Linked DNA regions of Sus scrofa: region 1 is linked to region 2. Evidence: chromatin contacts called from public HiChIP or PLAC-seq data. All regions are on one chromosome and are shown on one strand. Each heading gives the region's core, a stretch centred on a gene start, on an enhancer-like site or on the middle of the called end of the contact. The rest is flanking DNA. Distances are from core to core; before and after follow the strand shown.

Evidence for each region. HiChIP or PLAC-seq counts read pairs in DNA pulled down with a chosen protein or histone mark.
Region 1: an H3K27ac HiChIP or PLAC-seq map of skeletal muscle shows a contact between it and region 2, with 4 times the contacts expected there. The contact joins the promoter of SLC35D2 here to the promoter of CTSV in region 2. A contact is called at or near these places in 1 of 47 Hi-C or Micro-C datasets (heart right ventricle) and 1 of 2 datasets of contacts at active chromatin or transcription factors (skeletal muscle).

What each region holds. Positions count from the first base shown.
Region 1 is chr10:25,734,945-25,741,183 of Sscrofa11.1, forward strand. SLC35D2 (solute carrier family 35 member D2) reads left to right here and starts at 3,313. Exons shown (of 10, transcript NM_001244362.1): 1 at 3,313-3,492. The coding sequence starts at 3,341. ZNF367 (zinc finger protein 367) reads left to right here. Exons shown (of 5, transcript XM_021064593.1): 5 at 1-129.
Region 2 is chr10:25,201,072-25,207,542 of Sscrofa11.1, forward strand. It overlaps CTSV (cathepsin V), which reads left to right and starts at 1,326. Exons shown (of 8, transcript NM_213892.1): 1 at 1,326-1,392; 2 at 2,561-2,697; 3 at 2,979-3,101; 4 at 3,205-3,351; 5 at 3,450-3,674; 6 at 4,369-4,534; 7 at 5,255-5,372. The coding sequence starts at 2,572.

The DNA.
Region 1 (6,239 bases), core at 2,063-4,562, 540 kb after region 2:
CATTCAAATTTTTGAAGTGTTTATGCTTCATATGGCTAAGTTGTAGTTTGGCAGAGTTAACAGCATAAGAATAAACATGCTGTAAGTTTAAAAAATGCTTTGAATAAAAGTTTATTTTAATTTACAGTTTAAAGTACACATTCATTCTTAAACTCTTTCTAATTTATTTTCCTTTTATTTTTTTAATTTAATTTTTTTTTTTTTTTTGGTCTTTTTGCTATTTCTTGGGCCACTCCCGCAGCATATGGAGGTTCCCAGGCTAGGGGTCGAATCGGAGCTGTAGCCACTGGCCTACACCAGAGCCACAGCAACGTGGGATCTGATTTCTCTAATAATTAGTGATGTTGGGCATTTTTTCATGTGCCTGTTGGCCATCTGTATGTCTTTTTTAGAGAAATGTCTATTCAGTTCTTCTCCCCATTTCTCAATTGGGTTGTTGGGTTTTTTGGCTGTTGAGTTGTATAAGCTGTTTGTATATTTTGGAGGTTAAGCCCTTGTCAGTTGCATTGTTTGCAACTATTTTCTCCCATTCTGTAGGTTGTCTTTCTTTTTTTTTTTTAAATGGTTTCCTTTGCTGTGTAAAAGCTTGTAAGTCTGATTAGCTCCCACTGGTTTATTTTTGGTTTTATGTCTATTGCCTTGGGCGACTCACCTAAGAAAACATTTGTATGGGTGATGTCTGAAAATGTTTTGCCTATATTTCTCTTCTAGGAGTTTAATGGTGTATTTTGGTGCATTTTATATTTCATTCCAGTCTCATCCCAGGCATCTTTAGTTGAAATCATGGTGCGAATTCCTTTTCCTTATTTTAAAATCAGGGCCTTTTTTTGTTTTTCTTTTTACGGCCACACCTGCAGGATATGGAAGTTCCCATGTTGAATCAGAGCTTCAGCTGACACCTATGCCACAACCACGGCAAGCAACATAGGATCCAAGCTGCATCTGCAAACTATACCTTTGCTTGCAGCAATGCTGGAGTGAGGCCAGGGACTGAACCCACATCCTCGCAGAGACTATACTGGGTCCTTAACTCGCTGAGTCACAACAGGAACTCCAAATTATGACCTTGTAGACTCTAGTTATTCCTTTAACTTCTTCATCTGTTTCATTATTACAGTATTAAAAATGCTGGTGTTGATAAGGATTAAACTATTGCCAGCCCTAACTTGGATTTCATTTCACTTAGATTCAAGACGTGTTGAATCTGAGGTCACCTCCAGAGGATCCAGTCAGGGCCTGTTTACTTTTCTGAGTCAAGTAACTTGGTTTAATATTTTCATTAGCTATTTTTGGTAGATCGTTAGTTGTCCACACAGTGGCAAAGTTCAGCCCTTCCAGGCTTTGTGCAGAAGACTTCCACAAGCAACTCTTTAGTGTGAGTTGTGGTTTAAACAGTAAGGATGAGATTTTGACAGTGACTTAAGTTCCTAGAAGTATGTACACAGAAGCAAATTAAATACAAATATGATTAAGCCTATTGTTAAAAGTGATTTTAAAATACTGTCTTGCAGCCAAAACTTATTTGGAGGCTAACTGGAAACTTAGTTGATTCTTTTTGAGGAAATTTAGATTTTGGGTTTAACTTGAATATGAATTCATTTTCTATTTTAAATCAGTCTTATATGTATTTATTTGATTCCTGTTTTTGCGTTTTGTAGATTCTTCCTTTCTGGCTTTTTTACTGCTAGTTTTTTTTTGTCAAAAGTTGTGCTTTCGTTCTTTTCAGTACTGAAAATGTTCTTGGTTGTTCAGTGCCTCCAATAGAAAACCATTGCATGGCTTCAATATGGTTAGGCTCAAATATATATTTAACTTGACATCTTTAGCTTTTCTAAAAAGCTAGAATTTCAGATTTTTAAAATTATTTAGGGAGTTCCTGTCATGGCATAGCAGAAACAAATCCGACTAGGAACCATGGGGTTGCGGGTTCAATCCCTGGCCTTGCTCAGTGGGTTAAGGATCCGGCATTGCCATGAGCAGTGGTGTAGGTCGCAGCCACTGCTCAGATCTGGTGTTGCTGTGGGTCAGCAGCTACAGCTCTGATTAGACCCTTAGCCTGGGAACCTGCATATGCCACGGGAGCGGCCCTAAAAGGATAAAAGACAAAAAAAAAAAAAATTAGAATGAAAATATGGGACAGTTAATTGAAAAAATTCTAGAGCAAGTAGATGCTGGTCAGAGTTAACACAAACAACAAACCTATCCTTAGATGTACCCATGTAGAAAAGAAATGGGCCCTCAGGGGGAGAACCTGCCATAAAGCACCCAGAGGCAAGAAACCTGGAGACTTTGCACCCATATCATCCCTAGGCATTTCGCAAAGATAAATGAAAGTATACATTCACACAAAAACTTGTACATGAATATTCATGGACCATCTTTGTTTTTTGGCAGTTCCTAACCTGGAAACAACCAATGCCCATCACATAATCACTGAGGAATGGATACACAAGTCGTGGTACTACTCAACAATGAAAAGACTCAAACCTGGCTGAGTCACTAAAATAATAAACTGAGCCAAAAAAGCCTTGAAAGACTACATGCTCGTTTCCATGAAATTTCTGAACAGGCAAATTTAGTCTATGGTAACAGAAATCAGAATGAATTGAGGGGATCGATCGCCCTCAGTAGGACACAGTGCACTGGGGGAATGGAAGTGTTCTACGGTTTGGTTTTGTTTTTTTTTTTTTTGTATTTTGGGGGCCTCACCCAGGGCATATGGACGTTCCCAGGCTAGGGGTTGAATCGGAGCTGTATTTGCCAGCCTACACCACAGCCACAGCAACTGCCGGCACCTTAACCCACTGGGCGAGGCCAAGGATGAAACCCACATCCTCATGGTTGCTAGTCGGGGTTCGATAACCACGTAGGGAACTCAGATCTTTTTTGTTCTATGTTTTGACTTGGGTGGTTACATGGGTTACGCATTTGTCAAAACATCAAACTGTGGACTCGATTGCATTTCACTGTATGTACATTATACATTTAAAATTGTCAAAAAAAAAAAAAAAGACAAAAAAAAGTCTTAATATTTCTCGCCAAGAGAGCAAAACGGTCTTTAACATTTCTCCCCAGTCTTTGGAGGAAGATGGGGTTTTTAAACTCTGCCAAACCCGTTTCTGTGCTCCTTTCAGACAAGCCATCAGAAAGTGGTGTTTTTGAGCCCGAACTCCAGCCAAACCCGCTCTTCTCCCTCCAGTAGCTTCGGGGCGACCGATGGGGCCGCGCTGGCGTGTGGGGTTCCCGCCGCAGCCCTTCCTGTTTCGGCCGCGGGCCGGGGGTGGGGACGGAACTTGGGCGGGGCGTCCCCAAGTGCGGTGGAGGCTGGCGGCCGCTGGACATGACGGCCGGCGGCCAGGCGGAGGGCTCGGGCGCTGATCCCGGCTCCGTGGGGCTGCCTTCCCGGGCGGCCAAGCTGCTGTCCGCGCTCTTCTATGGGACCTGCTCCTTCCTCCTCGTGCTGGTCAACAAGGCGCTGCTGACCACCTACCGGTGAGGCGGGCGCCAGAGATCCGGGCGGGGTCCGCGGGGGTGCCCGGCTGCTCGGCGGCGACCCACCCCGGGGACCTTCCCGATCCGATGCCGCCCTGTCCCCGCAGGGCCTGGCAGGACACCCCGAGGTCCCCGAGCGGGGGAGTGCAGCCGGGCTGCCCCTGCCCTTGGTGCACTTGGGCCGCCCCCTGCGCAACCGACGGGCGGGGACAGCGAGCCGGGAGTGTCTCTGCTGACTCCTGCGCCGGCGTGGGTGGCTTTGTGCTTGGCACCTGGGCCATGTTTGCACCGGCCGGAACCTTCGCAGCGTTGCATAAACCGAACCACAGTCTAGCAAAGTCATTCCGCTGTCAGTGAGCGCGGACACAGGACCGCTTACTCCTGCAGGACCTTGCGCAGCGGCGCTTGTAGAGTTTTCACGAGCACCAGTGAGCTGAAACAAGTGATCTGAATGTGTTCTGTAAATGTGAACTATTCTTTGTACACATCGAGGTGTTCAACAATCAGAAGGGGCCCGGGTGGATAAGTTTATTTGCATTTGATCATTCAAAACGGGGGAAAACCAAAGTTCATATTTTAGACTTTTTTGATGAGTGTGCAGTAAACCAGGAAACTTGTGGTTCGTTGAACCTGTATGTAAAGACTAGAATATCCTGTTTAGTTATGCTTTCATTGTATCGGCATTGAAAGCCCTGTGGTTTTAGATCCAGCTCCCGCATTTAATAGCTATGCCTCTTGCGCCAGTCTCAGAGTCAGCGGTTTTTTTTTCAGATGTGAAAGTTGGATAATTACGATTATGTTAGTTACCTTCCAGAGCTCTGGCGTGAGCTATCATTAAGTGAGGGCTCTCTTTGTAAATGGTACTGTTGCTATAAGAATGTAAAATTAAAGTTTTATAAAGAACCCAAAGAGCCCTCAGAGAGTATCTTTGGCCTTCTTATTTTGTTTATGCTTGCAAAAGCTTCTATCCTGGAGTTCCTGTCGTGGCTCAGCAGAAAGGAATCTGACTAGCATCCATGAAGATGCAGGTTCGATCCCTGGCCTTGATCAGTGGGTTAAGGATCCGGCATTTCCATGAGCTGTGGTGTAGGTTGCAGATGTGCTCAGATCTGGCATTGCTGTGGCTATGGGTGTAGGCCAGTGGCTACAGCTCCAATTTAACTGCTAGCCTGGAAACCTTCATGTGCCACGGATGTGGCCCTAAAAAAAAAAAAAAAAAAAAAAAAAAAAAAAAAAAAAAAAAAGCTGAGACCCACAGGAGCTTGGCTGGTTCCACCTCTAAACCTCTAACGGACATTTACTGAGCACCTGTTATGTGCCATGCTCATCACTGGTACCACGGAGGCAGCTGTGAAAACACGAAGCTCCCGTTCTGGAGATTCCACATCCCTGGTGGACTCAAAAAATAAACCAGTAGGCTCATGAATAAGGCGGGTGGTTTCAGGTGGAGTGGTTGGTGCTAGAGCGTTCCAGACAGAATGCTGGAGAGGGCATGAGCTTGACATGCTGGAAGATCAGAGAGAGGGTCCCTGGCTGGAACCGAATGAACATGTGGGAGAGGGTAGGAGAGACAACAAGAAGATAGGCAGGAAAGGCAGAATCAGAGCCTTCCTTCAGTTAATAATATTGTATTAAGCCCTTGTTATGTGCCAGCACTGGGCAGATCCAAACCCCAAATGTCAGAGAGCATATATCCATCTTCCCAGAGCTTACATGGAGATTTTGAGTGAATCAGTAAATAAACTGGTAGAATTTATGTAACATCAGATGCAGCCATGTGTTCAGGAGACAAAAATAAGGAAAGGGAATTAGGGACTGTGAGCATGGGAAAGTATTGCCGTCTCAGTGTGATTGGTGAGGCTTCATTAAAGGAGGCGACATGTGAGCCAAGACTTGAGGAAGATAAGGGAGGAACATTCCAGGCATGGAGGAGTGAGGCGTACAGGTGGCACTGGTACTAGATAGGGTTCCAGAGTCATGGATTTCTAGATTGTGGAGAACCTCTGTGGCCATTGAAAAAGCTCTGAGGGAGATGAGAGCCAATGGAAAGTGTCCAGCAGAGGCGTGTGATCAAACTCACTCCCACCTGCTCTGTTGACAGCAGATATTGGGGGATCAGGGTGGAGGGAGGGAGACCACGATGGTATTTATTTATTTATTTATTTATTTATTTTTATTTATTTAGCTTTTTAGGGATGCACCCGTGGCACATGGAGGTTTGCAGGCTAGGGATTGAATTGGAGCTACAGCTGCCAGCCTACACCAGAGCCACAGCAACACGGGATCCGAGTTGCATTTGCAACCTACACCACAGCTCATGGCAATGCCGATCCTTATCCCACTGAGTGAGGCCAGGGATCGAACACACAACCTCATGGTTGCGAGTTGGATTCGTTTCCGCTGTGCCACAATGGGAACTCCAGATAGTTTTAATTTTAGTTTGCATGCAATTAGAAATCCCTTGGAAGGTTTCAGCATGGGTAGTGACATGACATCATTTGTATGATTAACAGGATTTTTTTGGCTCATGGGTGGGTGGAGAACTGATGGTACTGGAAGCAAGAAGAGGAGCTAGGAATTGATTGCGGTATTCTAGATAATTCTGAGTGATGGCTTGGACTGGGGTGGAGGGTAGCAGGGGCTATGGAGGGAAGCGATGGATTTGGGATATTTTCTGGTGATCCTATGGCTCTTGATAATCTTCACAAGGTCTCCTAGTGTGTTGCAGCATGCTTTCCAGTGTCCAT
Region 2 (6,471 bases), core at 76-2,575:
AAGAAGAAAAAAAAAATCTCCAGCCATATGCAATACAATGTATTTTTGTAACCACATGAGAATTTCATGCTCCTAGTTGTGTTTGAGAGGAAAGAGATTCTACTTCAAAGGGGATAAAATATGAATTTTAATAAGTTGATTTTTACAAAGACTATTCATGTGTGCCTCTACAAAAGTTATCAACTTAATTTTAACTAAGAGTTTACAGATCGACATGCACTGTGATTCTATTTTTTGTTATATAAATATCCCTAGAACAGAGTTAATGGGGGAGGGGAAGTGAGTGTTTATTTTCTAAAACATATTTTCTATAACGAATGTTTCTTACATAACTTTAAAAAGTAAAGTTCCTGATTAAACTCCTTAAATCTTTAGCTCTAGTTTTTCCTCCATCTAAAAGATGTCTTCAAGCCAGTTAAATCTAAACCCTGACATTAAATGTGACTAAACTACTTTAAAAAAAAAAAAAATGTACCTTTCCTGTATCTCAAGAGAAGCACTTTGGATACTAAGGAAGACTTAATGATCCAAAATACAGAGGGAAGAAATGCGGTTTATGCCCTTTCTCAAACACTCGTCTCCCCTTTTTATTAAGCCAAATTTTCCTGGAAATAACTCGTTTTTGTTGGTTTTGAGAAAGGACTGAAAGGCGAGAAGAATCCCCCACTGGGGAGGACAGGAACAGGGCATTGCAAAATGCCACGACTTCCCTGCGAAGGTCCCCTTTCCCTCCTCCTGGGATTTGGGCCACGATCAACGCGTTCTTGTGTTTTAAAACACTGTAATTCCGCTTGGATTCTCCTCAATCCCGCGGGCTCAGCACCCCTCCGCCCCGCCCCACCTGTGCTGTGAAGCGGCAATCCCTAGACTAGACAGTTCTCAGCCCCGCCGCAGATTTTCACCCCAAACTGTAAGACTAAAGGAAGCGCAGGGTTACGCTCAAAGTCCACTTGGGGGTTCCTCTTAAGCGTCTTTTCGTGAACGAGCGCCAAATTCGAGGTAATTAGTTGATCTGGATCCCTAGGGAGGCGCTGGACATCCCCCCCGCCCCCCCCCACACACACACACCCCCACCGACTCCTCAGCGCTGCCCAGAGGCCCCCAGCTCTACTCTTCGGTTCAGGACAAAAGGCACGCAGCCAGGCCTCCCCTGGAACAGGTTGGGACACGGCGGCGTCACGCGCCGGGAGTACTCACTCCCGGAGGCCCCGCCTACTTGCCAGATCAGCCAATCGCGGCGCAGGCAGGCGGTGGGGGCGGGGCCGGGCGGGCCGCAACCCCGGGTCTTAAAGGCTGAGTCAGGCGCGACCCGGCCAGAACCTCGAGCCACCGCCAACTTAGGAGAGATACGTACGTCCGTGGAGTGCGCCTGCGTAGCGGTGGAAGCCGCAGGTCAGCGACCCAGTTCGGGGCCGAGGCGGGTACAGAACCGGGACTGGAGGAGGGGCTATCCAGGGATTCCGGAGAGGGGGCAGGCGCGACTCCCGGGAACGCCATCGTCTGCCCGCCTCAAGTTGATGAGGCTGGGTCGGCGCTGCCTCGAGCTTTGGCAGCCTTGGGGTGGGGAAGGGGGAAGGGCGATTTGGGGAAATCCAGGGCGGAGCTGAGACCACCCGAGGGTCCCTAGGCCGGTCAGCCTCGGGGAGGAGATGGGCGCAAGTCTGTGTTGGTCGCGGCAGTCTGTCCCCCCCGCCCCCCCGAATGCTGGGCTGTAGGGCCCGTCGCTCCCTGTATGAGTAAACATTTTCTGGAAGTGGCGGGCGTGTGCGGAGGGCTGGGAGCAGGGCGGCACGCCTCTGGCCTGGCCCCTCCTGTAGCAGGCTTGCGGGCTCAGCCGGGTTCTCTGAGCCCCGGGTGAGTCTGGCCCTGTTCCGACGGGCCATACTGGGTGCTCTGAGTTCCGTCTGCCACAGGATCGCTGGGTTTGGGGGCGAGGGAGGGGGTGGGGGCTACATACGACAAGGATAGGCACGGTGGAGCGCTGGGCACATTCTCTGCCCGCATTCTCCTGGGAAGGGAGGAGACTGGGAAGGCCTTCCAAAAAAGGTTTCAAATAAAATAGAGCAGATTCAATGGCATATCTCACCCCTGCCTTACGTGAGTTCGGAGGAAACTCTTGGGGACCAGGCCCCTACTTAGGATCAGGCATCCTAATAAATAAAATTCCTGGGTCACCTTGGTACCTTCAGTAAATAACATGGATCAATGATTTCTTAGTTTTTACCTTAAAATTCCGACCCATAAGGTACACCAGAAACCCTTATCAAAACCTAAAAATTATCGTTGTACTCATAGTGAAGTCTCTTTCAGTTCCTATAGCATTTGTTAGCCAATTTTTCCTTTTGATGGCAGAATTAAATACCTATACTTTGTAAGTCTTGGACCTGGTTATTCTCCCCTGATATCCTTAGCCTTCTTCCACAGACCTTCCATAAATATTTGAGAAGATCATTTAAATGTTTTACTCCAACATAGTGGCTCTATAATATCTCAAGAGAAAGTAGGACAGCTTTTTTAAAGGATTGATCTCATCAAATACTAATTTCTTTTCCTTCCCTAGGTTTTTGAAACATGAAACCTTCACTCTTCCTGACCGCCCTTTGCTTGGGAATAGCCTCAGCTGCTCCAAAACTTGATCAAAATTTAGATGCAGACTGGTACAAGTGGAAGGCAACACACGGGAGACTCTATGGCATGGTTGGTAACATGTAAAAGGGAGCCCACCGAGAATAGTTCATGCTTTTGGAGTTTGTAGCCAGAGAGTATTTCTGGAGGTTAGCTTTTTCCAAAGCCGTAACTTAATGGCACCTATTTCTGAACACAGCATGGGCGTATTTCCCTATGTCAGAGCTTGGAGAACAGCTTCCAGAAGTATAAATACATCCCTGATGATAGTTTTCCTTCTTCTCTGTCTACAAATCCACTTGGTGAGCATGGGTTGAATTTGAAGTAGAAGTAAAAATGATCATTGCCTCTAGAATGAAGAAGGATGGCGGAGAGCCGTATGGGAGAAGAATATGAAAATGATTGAACTGCACAATCAGGAATACAGCCAAGGGAAACATGGCTTCAGCATGGCCATGAATGCCTTTGGTGACATGGTGAGTATGGCCTGAGTTGCTGAACTTTGTGTGCTTCCTCTGCTCTGTACTTTAGCACAATAACCTCTTGCTTTTTCAACCTTTTATTTACTTGTCCTTAAAGACCAATGAAGAATTCAGGCAGGTGATGAATGGCTTTCAAAACCAGAAGCACAAGAAGGGGAAAGTGTTCCACGAATCTCTGGTTCTTGAGGTCCCCAAATCGGTAGATTGGAGAGAAAAAGGCTATGTCACTGCCGTGAAGAATCAGGTATGACAGTAAGCAGATCTTCATAAGAGTGTTTAGATGTATGGGCTCTTGTTAGTCTTTGTATTTGTCTTGTAAACTGATGGCTTTTTTATTTTCAGGGTCAGTGTGGTTCTTGTTGGGCTTTTAGTGCCACCGGCGCCCTTGAAGGACAGATGTTCCGGAAAACCGGCAAGCTTGTTTCACTGAGTGAGCAGAACCTGGTGGACTGTTCTCGGCCTCAAGGCAATCAGGGCTGCAATGGTGGCCTAATGGATAATGCCTTCCAGTACGTGAAGGACAATGGAGGCCTGGACACAGAGGAATCCTATCCGTACCTTGGAAGGGTAAATGGAGCTCCTTCTCTTGCCATTACAGCTCTGCTTTTGAACATTTTCAGAGATAACAGACACCATACTCAATGTTCGCATTTTAGATGCAAACTGTCAGAACTGTCATAAATTATCAGCTATTGCACAGTTCTCTGATTAGATGATTAGCATAGCTTGTCTCTACATAACATGGAGAATACATACACCATTCTGCATATAACATGAATTTTTCTAAAGTGAGGAATTTCTTTCTTTCTTTCTTTTTGTCTTTTGTCTTTTTGGGCCGCACCCTCGGCATATGGAGGTTCCCAGGCTAGGGGTCAAATCAGAGCTGTAGCTGTAGGCCACAGCCTCGTCTGTGACCTACACCACAGCTCACGGCAACACCAGATCCTTAACCCACTGAGTGAGGCTTGGGATCTAACCTGCATCCTTGTGGATGGTAGTCAGATTCGTTTCCACTGAGCCATGACAAGAACTCCAAACAGTGAGAAAGTTCTGATGGCCAAGTAGACCTAAGGGATCTTATTGAAGAAACATCTACTAATTTTTCAATTTCAAACCAGTCAAGAGCATTTTGCTTCCTTTATAAGAAAATTGACTTAGAAATCATTAAGCTGCAAACTGCTGAGTCTTGTGATCCTAGAATTCATGTTTCCCTGAAGGTAGATGGTCGTAATCAAGTCTCTTTCCCCTTTGCCTTTAAAAGGAAACAAACAGCTGTACCTATAAGCCCGAGTGTTCTGCTGCCAACGACACCGGCTTCGTGGACATCCCTCAGCGGGAGAAGGCCCTTATGAAGGCAGTCGCAACTGTGGGGCCCATCTCTGTTGCTATTGATGCGGGCCATTCATCTTTCCAGTTCTATAAGTCAGGTAGGTGTTTGTCTTTAATTATAAAAATTTAGGCAGGCAGCATAGTGATTGACTTTGGTATGCAGTCCTGTTTTCAGGACTGTAGAATTTTTAGTGTATGCATTTAATAACAGGGAGGTTTCCACTTGATATTATACTTTAAGCATTTTCTCATGATAACAAACTCTTCATAAAATTTTTAAGTGGCTATGTAATCCATTAGCTATATACAACCTAATTTATGTAACTATTTTCCGGTTGCTGGGCCCTCTTTCCAAAAATTTTTTGCTACTGTAGTTAGAACTGTAAAGAACCCTGTGGTTCAGGTATTGTGTGTGTGTGTGTATGTGTCTGTGTGCGCAAGCACACACATGCGCTCTTCTCTCAGTTGCCATGGTAGGAGTAGAAGGGATTATGCTAGTTAATGTTAGTAGTTAGTAGGTGAGTGCCTACATCACCTTAGCGTAGATAACTAGATCTTATTATTGGAAAAAAAGTTTTAAATAGAAAATTTATCTAAGATTGTGCTGAATTTCTTTGATTTCTGGTGAGTTGAATTTTCCGTTTTCCTTTTCATTGACCAATACTATTTTTTTTGTCACCAATTTAAGTCTTACTTAGAATTTGTTTAGGGCATTTCGCTGAAATTTGAAATGCCTCTCTTAGCTGGTTGATAAGGGTGGGTTACTGTCAGGTTACACTTGGAACTCCTCACCCCAACATTGGCTTTCACTCTCCCAGGCATTTATTATGATCCAGACTGCAGCAGCAAAGACCTGGATCATGGTGTTTTGGTGGTTGGCTATGGCTTTGAAGGAACTGATTCAAATAGCAGTAAATTTTGGATTGTCAAGAACAGGTATGAAACTCCAATGTTTACATTTTAAATTGAAAAGGGAAATCCTTGATGTTCCCGTCATGGCTTAGCGGGAACAAAGCCATGACGGGAATCCATGAGGATGCGGGTTCTGTCCCTGGCCTCACTCAGTAGGTTAAGCATCCGGTGTTACTGTGAGCTGTAGTGTAGGTCACAGACATGGCCCAAATTCTGCGTTGCTGTGGCTGTGGCATAGGACAGCAGATACAGCTCCAATTCAGCCCCAGCCTGGGAACATCCATATGCCACGGGTGCAGCCCTAAAAACACAACAAAAAGGGGCATCCTTGTTTGGAATTACTATTTGATTTCAGGTCCAAAACAGCTCAATTTTGAAATCCCAGAAGTCTTTCTCCCACTTCCAGTAAACACAGAAGTACTGATATGTGATTATCAGTTTCTGTAACAAGCTTGTTGTGATTATTGTGTATTTATAGCACTGCATTTCTGAATTCAGAATTTTCTTAATTCAGAAACACATCTCAGAGTTCCCTCTGTGACACAGTGGGTTAAGAACCTGACTAGCAGCTCGGAATGCTGGATAAGCATGGATTTAATCCCTAGCCTGGTGCAGTAGGTTAGGGATCTGGCATTGCCACAGCTACAAAGATCAGCAGCTGCAGCTCAGATTCAACGCCTGGCCTGGGAACTTCCGTGTACTATGAGTGCAGCCGTTAAAAGAAAAACACACCTAGCCCCAAGGGTTCCAGATAAGGGATTTTGCACCTATAGAGTTGAGGGCTGGTTTCCTTTTTCTGTCTCTCATTTTTGAACAAGGAATAAATAGGTGTCTCTGCTGATTCTTTCAGTCTGAAAGACTGTCCAGCAATCAGATGCCTCTGTCCATCCTTTTGTTATCACTTGATGTCCTGTCATTGCAATTCTGCTTCCTAGCTCTCAGAGGTCTTTGAGGGGTTATGAGGATCAAATTTCACAACTAAATTTCTTTACTTGAGATGAGGTATGAGATAGCCTGTGGAGATAGCCTACTACTTTGGACTCCCAGTTCTGCCACAATTTCTTATCTTAAAAAAGTCAAGATAAGGACCCACAGGAATTAAGATACTTAGAAATGTAACAGA